Regions from separate parts of the Mus musculus genome. Here region 1 is linked to region 2. Evidence: chromatin contacts called from public HiChIP or PLAC-seq data. All regions are on one chromosome and are shown on one strand. The core of a region is the stretch at or near the end of the contact, and the rest is flanking DNA. Distances in the headings are between cores, read along the strand shown. Region 1 overlaps Palld (palladin, cytoskeletal associated protein). Region 2 overlaps Sh3rf1 (SH3 domain containing ring finger 1).

Evidence for each region. HiChIP or PLAC-seq counts read pairs in DNA pulled down with a chosen protein or histone mark.
Region 1: a contact with region 2 is called in an H3K27ac HiChIP or PLAC-seq map of embryonic stem cells, with 2.6 times the contacts expected there. The contact joins two enhancer-like sites. A contact is called at or near these places in 3 of 484 Hi-C or Micro-C datasets (3T3-L1-derived adipocytes, the G1E-ER4 cell line and embryonic stem cells) and 8 of 115 datasets of contacts at active chromatin or transcription factors (differentiating embryonic stem cells, embryonic basal ganglia, embryonic hindbrain and 5 more).

The regions. Positions count from the first base shown.
Region 1 is chr8:61,513,699-61,517,717 of GRCm38.p6, reverse strand. It overlaps Palld (palladin, cytoskeletal associated protein), which reads left to right. Exons shown (of 22, transcript NM_001293772.2): 19 at 976-1,183; 20 at 1,684-1,849; 21 at 2,382-2,515. Among named protein-coding and RNA genes, the nearest start is that of Cbr4, 28 kb to the right of the region's middle. Within about 2 kb of position 1,432, at least 127 of the 459 cell types and tissues checked have an H3K27ac peak or open chromatin away from gene starts, as enhancers often do. A contact at or near this core is called in embryonic stem cells, where this site is marked.
Region 2 is chr8:61,241,270-61,245,287 of GRCm38.p6, reverse strand. The region is part of intron 2 of Sh3rf1 (SH3 domain containing ring finger 1); the gene reads right to left. Among named protein-coding and RNA genes, the nearest start is that of Sh3rf1, 19 kb to the right of the region's middle. Within about 2 kb of position 1,892, at least 14 of the 459 cell types and tissues checked have an H3K27ac peak or open chromatin away from gene starts, as enhancers often do. A contact at or near this core is called in embryonic stem cells, where this site is marked.

The sequences.
Region 1 (4,019 bases), core at 183-2,682, 270 kb before region 2:
TACATGAGGAGAAACCACTTCCTAACTACTGCTCTTTCGAAACCCCACCCCTTTAACCCATGACGTAATTGCGCTTTTTCCCCTTACATTCTCCAGATGTGACTACATGTGTCCGAGACACCTTGTTGGTAGCAGGAATGAGTACTTACCATGGGGCAGGAGGAACTGTACGGGTTCTCTGGCTGATTTAGACAAGGCTAGTGTTTCAAAGGAACCGTTTCATAATCCAATAGTTTTATGATTGTTTTATGATCCAATAGTCTTTGGGTAGCAGAATACATCATTTCCCACTAGTAGAGTAGGAGGAAGGAGGAATATCAACTCTTCCTCACTTCTCTTCTATCCTAAAGTCAAGGGCAGCCCTATACAAAGCCAGCAGATGGCCACTGCCCCTCCCTTTAACAATGCAAGGGGGACTAGCCATTGAATGCTTTGGCCTGCTCTCTGTTCAACACAACTGCCAAGCTCTTAAGGTTTTCAGGATGTCTCCATTGTGATGCTAATTTGTCTGACTTTCTGGGCAATTTCAAATTGCTCTGGTTATTCACTTTCAAAGATTATAAAATAATAATAGGTCTGTGTCACATGCATCTCCATGGTGATGGCCAGTCCTTGGTGGGAAGCTTTCCAGCTGAGTGTTACTGTTATAAAGGCTGCACCTCCCGTGTTTCCAAAGAGCTCAGAGCTCGGTGCCATCATCACCTGGGAATGTTTATAGTCTTAGGTGAGGTAAGAAGATGACAGAAATATGTTTTAATCCCCGTTTTACTTACCTCCGAATTGTTCTAGAAAAGATGTTTAGAAGTGTATCTCTCAGTGCTCATGGGAACCACGGGAAGGTTTTAAACAAGAGAGTAACATGGAAAAGCCATTGTTTGTGCTACCGGAGGACGAACTGACTCTGGATCCGTAACTCTTGGTGATTTGATGGTTTTACTACTGGAGAAGTTCATGTGTGTCTCCTTTCTGGTGTAGGTCAGTGGGTTACCAACCCCAGATCTCAGCTGGCAACTAGATGGAAAGCCCATACGCCCCGACAGTGCTCACAAGATGCTGGTCCGTGAGAATGGGGTCCACTCCCTCATTATAGAGCCAGTCACGTCCCGGGACGCCGGCATCTACACATGTATTGCCACCAACAGAGCAGGACAGAACTCGTTTAACCTGGAGCTTGTGGTTGCTGGTAGGTGGCCTGTGATTTCTTTCTCACTGCTGAAACAAGTTAGTGGGCAAAGAAATGAATTCTGTGGTCAAGTAATGACTTTATGAGTTCCAAATTTTAAATCTTCAAAAAAAAAAAGGCATTTCAGGTGGCAGCCAGGGAATCCTGGTGCTGAAATACTCGGCACCACTAGGTGGCAGCAGTAGGTAAGGCCTGTGCGAGCCTGTTGACTTAATTAGAGCAATGCTCTCGCAGCTGCTAGCAATGACTCCGAATCTCTGAGGCCTGTCAGGCAGGCATTCTGAGGAGCAGATGGCCGGGCACTATGTGGGCCTATCAGTCTTGAATTAATTGAGGAAATAACGTGAGTGGAATGAAGCGTACAGACCTTTGCTTGAGGGGAGGGCTAACCTCTTACCACCCGACGTGAAAACAGTACTTCATCTTTCTAAAGCTCCCGAGTTCCTCGCAGTGACCCTTTGGCATGCCACTAACAGATCATTCCTCTCGTGTTCCCTTAGCTAAGGAAGCACACAAGGCCCCTGTGTTTATGGAGAAGCTACAGAACACGGGGGTTGCTGATGGATACCCAGTGCGGCTGGAATGCCGTGTCTCGGGAGTGCCGCCACCTCAGATATTTTGGAAGAAAGAAAATGAATCGCTCACTCACAGCACTGAGCGAGTAAGGTAAGACTGCACGGTGGCTTCGTCTACCTCAGAACTTGCACAGTCCCGGTGCTAGCTGAAACGACGCATCAGATACTGCATGCAAATCGGTGAGCGTAAAAGCCATGTACGTTATCATCAGTGATGTGCAAGACGAGAGCCACACTTCGTCCAAATGTAGGCTTAAGCTTTGGAAGAGAGCAATTTTGGGATGTGACAAAGCAGATTCTGACTTAACCTGGCTGCATTTTTGAAATGTGTATATCAGAAAGAAAAGATAGATTCGTTTGCTCCCATGGTGGTGGCCCAGCCTGTGGTTTTGTAAAGGCGGGTCTTCCCTTAAGAATTAGTGCATGGATTTACTCGCCCTCTTGAGGTCTGCTCTGCTCTCCCATTAACTTAATGGGGCTAGCTGCCTCTCTAGAATAAGTATGATCCTATTATCTGCTGCTCGCACAATTCCGTTTCTAATGACCTAATTAAAAATGATGCTTCATGTCCAAAGCCACTTTTTAAAAATGTAGAGCCCTAATGACTTTATCTTTTTCCGCAGCATGCACCAGGATAATCATGGCTACATCTGCCTGCTCATCCAGGGAGCCACAAAGGAAGACGCTGGGTGGTACACTGTGTCCGCCAAGAACGAAGCAGGCATTGTGTCCTGCACTGCCCGGCTGGATGTCTACAGTGAGTGCGCCTCATTTCATCTCGGTGCATTTCACACACTGAATGGTTAAGAATGAGATGGCAGAGTGATATATCTCATTACTCTAAGCTTTACATTTCTAAGTTAATATGCCAGGATTTTATTTGCCAAAAAAAAATTCATATTACTCTTTCTCTTTCTGTTTGTAGTTTCCCGACATTAATAGTGAAACCCTTCCAGGAGAACAAACACCCAAGTATCTCCAGGGTCTTTGATTGATTAGCGAGATGTGCATGTTGGTTTCTTAGGCTGGCTGGTCAGCTGCGCCTTTCTCACTTCAGCATCGTAGGGGTTAACATAAAGGCATCCGCATCTTTCACATTTTCTTATTTGTGTATTCTGCAAGTGACTGTCTCTAACCATTTCCTCCCAAATCATATTTTTTTCCGTGTCTTGGGGTAGTTTTAACATGGCTATACCTTGATTCTGGAATGTGGACTTACATAGCTAAGCGCTTTCCTCATTAAAATATCTTCAGCAGCTCTTGGCAGTAGACTCTTGAATGTGTGTATGTGTGTTTGTATACATGCATCCTAAATTAAAAAAAAAAAAACCCTACCAACTCAATTTCAGGACTACAACAGAATTATATGACCCATTGATATAAAGATAAATAAATAAAAACACTAGAAAATATTTCTTTTAATTCCAAGAAAATTACCTCTGCTTGAGAAAGTAATAGTCTTTTGAAACTTTCTCAGATGTCTGGTTCTCTTCAGTTTATTAATGTTGAGATCTATCTAGACTTCCTAACTATGATTATTATTTTTAAAAAAAAAGGGAAGGAATCTAGGTCAGATATAGGAAACTTATCAATTGCTCTGAGACTTTCCACTCTGCAGATACTAGAAGAACAAAACTTTCTGTGTTGCCTGGCTTCCCAGTCCCACAGGCACAGACAGACAGTGACTTGGGACACCTGGAAGCAAAATGCACAAGTGCCTCCGCATTGTCCACATCTCTACCATGGTTGTTCATTCTTAAACCCAGAGTCCATCTGTGGGGCACTGTAGAGGTAGCCAGCAGTTAAGAGCACTTCCTGGTCTAGCAGAAGACTCAGGCTCAGTTCCCAGCTCCCACATGGCAGCTCTTAGCTGTCTAATACCAGGGTAATCTGGTACCTTCTCCTGGCTTCCCAGGCACCAAGAACATACTCAGTGTACATACATATAGGCAAAACACACATACACACACATAGAGGCAATAGGAATATACTCAGTGTGCATATATATATATATATATATATATATACATACATACATACACACACACACATACACACACACACATACACAACCAAAACATTCACACACATAGTCATCAGAAACATTCTCAGTGCACATACCTACATGCAGGCAAAATACTCACATATATAAAAAATAAAGTTTTTAAGCAATTGTATGTCCCTGTTATATATCAAAAGACAGTTTTGTGTGTGTGCTTCTTTGGTTTTAGAGGCAGGTTATGGCTCTGCATTGCAGGCTG
Region 2 (4,018 bases), core at 643-3,142:
ACACAGGCATTTGCTCCCTGAATCATCATCAGCCCAAAGCAGATGCACAAAGACATCGGAAGACATTTGGGAAAGACCAAGATGCCCAGTGGGTTTGGGTCTGTTTTGTCTGGGGAAGGTGAGACAGCCTATCACACGTTTTACCTTTTAGAGGGCTTCCAATTCAACTCAGCAGAACATTTTTTTCCCCTAATAAACGAGGAAAACATGACTTCCAGACCACCATGGTGGGTGTAACACAAAGTTTCAAGCGCCATCCTCGTGAGAACTGCAACTCAGGATTCAATTACAGGCAGGCTTCACGAGCGAGGGCTTACGCGGCCATTGGGTAATACGTTCATGGTTGACTTGAATAATGGAAGAGCCAATGTGATTAAGCTAGCTAGCTAAAAACCCACATGTGGTGGGGCACACCACACTTGCGAAGACATCAACTTGACCGAACGCATTTGGAGCTCTACCAACTCCATCGAGAAGTATTTCCTGAACTGAATACCTAAAACTTTTTATACAAAGAAAAGGATGGGAAGAGAACACGCTTCACATGTACAAACCCCTGAATTCATCAACCCCAGTCCCCTCCTCTCAAATTAAACAAACAGCGGACACACACACACAAACCTATTACTGCTCTAGAGTCCCTTACAACTGAGTACACAGTTAAAAAACTAACATAATTAATTAGAGAACAACCTGATGTCAAATGCAGACATGTAACAAGTTTATTAAGTGCATTACATATGTGTCTAAAACTAAGCATTTGTATAGTTAAAAACGTTTATCAAGAAACAACATTGGATTGACATTTTTATTTTACTTTTTTTATAATCCTTTTTTAAAATTTTTTTTATTTTTACCCGTATAGGGTATGCCAGTATGCCTATGCACCATGTGTGTGCAGTACCGATGCAGGCCAGAAGGCGGCACTCAACCCTCCTGGGACGGAAGCTATAGTTTGTAATGAGCACCCTGTGGGTGCTGTGGATCGAATGCTGGTCCTCTAGGAGATTAGCCAGTGCTCTTAATCCCTGAGAATGCCACTTCTCCAGTCCAGAATGGCATTTTTTAATGCCTGATAAAAGCTGAAAATTGCTGATGCTACTACCATAACGATTACAGAAACAGCAGGAGACAGATAATTGGAAAAAGAAAAAAAAAAAAAAAAGCTCATTTAAGAGACGGTAGAAAATTAAAGAGAACATCTGAAGTCTAGGGAAAGTATGAATGGGCAATGTTATGCTACGTTCTTTCTTTCTTTTTTTAATTTATTAATGTATTTATTTACATCCCAAACACTGCTCCCCCTCTAGGTCCCTCATTCAGAGTCCCCCACCCTACCCCCACCCTACCCCCCACCCCCGCCCCTGCAAAAGCCACCTGAAATCAGTGAAAACAAGCATCGTACTCAGGGGGTCACATGATATCCCAGAGCCCTTTTCAGAACTCTATTACCACTGTCTGAGCACTTGGGGACATGAACCCCAAGAAGATGAGCAGGAGCTGTAGATCGGCCAAAGGTGGGTGACTGGTCAAGCAAAAAAACGGTTGGATTCTATCCCTCAGAACGTTACTTAGTGGAGCTAAAAGAGGGTAGGGAGGAGCTGGGGCTGGACAACTGCCTGCAAGGTCAAGGGCAGACAAGAGAAGGAAACTTCTTTTCCATTAAAATAGGACAGGGCATGAGATTCTATTACAGGGACCAGGATTTAATCTAGATACAAAGAGAACTTCCGGGCTAGGATTAACAAAGCTCTGGGAGAAATCACCACCAACAAGCAGTTGAGACATCCTTTATTAAAAATTTGTAAAAATACCGTAATGACTATTGTCGTGAAGTGGTGTCCTTTCTTTAGCCTACACAATGAGCCAGGGACCGTGTTGACTATAAATAGCAGCTCATTAGGAAATATGTAATGCTACGGACCGCTGAAGCACATGGGGGCTCTCTGGAGGTGCAGCTCCAAAACTCATTAGAAAGCTATCAGTTATATAAATACAGGTGCTTACATGTGATTAAGATCAGGAAAGTGGCTGTCACATTAAAAGCAAACAAACAAACAAATCCACAGTCACTGTAGATAGGAAAGGAAAACAATCAAAACATCCATCGGTAAGTAGAGAAACCGGACCCAGAAAGGCTCAACTTCCCAACACGTACGCACGCACGCACGCACGCACGCACGCACGCACACACGCACACACGCACACACCACGCATGCGCATGCTCCTTTTCTTTCCTGTCTCTCTTTTGGACGCTAGCTAGCACCAGTGATGCTTTCTTGATACTTTGGGTTTCCTTAAACCCCAACCCCTTGCCACTAGGCTGTCTCCCGCCCTGGGGCAGCCCTTTAAGGGAGCAACTCGAACAGCAGCGCTATTTCCCTTCTCTCTTCATTCTCCCCCTCTGGGCGGTTGCTGAGATTTAAAGTTTGCCTGCCCTGTGGTGTTTTTCTCTTACGCACTAATAAAATTGTCCTTGGGCTCAAAAAAATATATTAAAAAGGAGAAAATCAGAATTGCATTACATTGCACACTTACTGAAAGATCCAGAGCCTGCTGGACAGGGGATCCTGACTCACTCCTGAAGGCTCTGGGGGAAAGACTTGTCTTCTAGCCTGAGATCTTAGAAGGTAAGTCCTTAGAGAAGAGATAGCCGTTGGCAGACAGCATGAACTTGAGGTAGTTACAGGGCCCTAGAAACTCTCTTTTGTTCCCAGGTACCACCGATGAAGGACCCTACATTACCATGTCCTCCTTCCACGGTTTACGGTCACCAGAGGCTCCAAGCAACAGGCCAGAAGATCATGGACTGAGGCCTTTGCAACAGTGAGCCAAAATAAACCTTTCTTCTTTTTAGGCTGACTGTCTGGAGCATTTTGTCATAGTAAAGAGTTGCTGACTAACCAGCATGGCCCTAAGTCTTTTCAATTTTCATCTAAAGAATTAAGCATCTTAAAGTCTTTCAGCTATTTTTTTTCCTACATCACAGGAAATGAGAAAGGGGTGCAAGGAAGAGGAGAGGGGATGGGAGGCTGACAACAATCAGAATAGCAATGACAGAGAATGCATTATATCCTGCTGGCCAGACCTTGCAGTAGACAGACAGACAGACTGTGGCAGTAGACAGGGGAAGGAGGAGGCTCCAGACAGTGCTTGTCATCATCATCTCTTTTTGCAGATGAGACCCAGAGACCTTACCACTTGTAGTCACGAACTTAGGAACTGCTTAGGTACCTAAAGCTTAAGGTGGCCGTTTAAAACAGAACAAAAGGCCCTACCGCATTGACATCGCAAAGGTTAGCCATTAAACTACCAGGACCCCACACATCCTCAAGTGCAGTTTGCATGATAGTGCAGGGCCATATAGAACTAAAAGTTCTCATTTCTAGGAAGATAAAATGAAAGGTTCCGGTTACTGGGCAAATACCAGGTCCCAAATACTTAAGGTATTTTACAATTATTCAGTCAAATGAAGAAACATGCAAACGCGCGCGCGCACGCGCGCGCACAGACACACACACACACACAGGAAGTAAGCTGCCCATGAGCAATGCACATAACAAGGTCTGGAAGGTCTGCCTGGTGCTAACTAAATCCATCTCCAGGCTTTACATTCTCTACCCAGCAAGACGCAGAGTTCATAAAAAATGAAGCAGAGGAAGAAATCAATTCTTCAGCGTTCCCCCTAAATGCGTTCGTAAAGATCCTGTGCCCTTTGGCATCCCCTCCCCCACCCCCCTTCATTCAATCAAACCTCCTTCTGTCTCCCAGGCTCATGTGCCTGACCTCAGCTCCCGGAACATATTTGACCCTCACTCCCCTGGCTTACCCTCTGTGACTCTGCATAATTATCAACAGCATCCCTTCACAGTGCCCCACTGTAGATGACGGACTCAATAATGAACATCCCGTGCCCCTACACACACACACTGTCTGTCCTGAGTAGCCTCCACTTAGCAACCAGATGCTATCTGTGGTCTGAATACATCCCTGGAGTTCATGTGTCACAACTTAACTC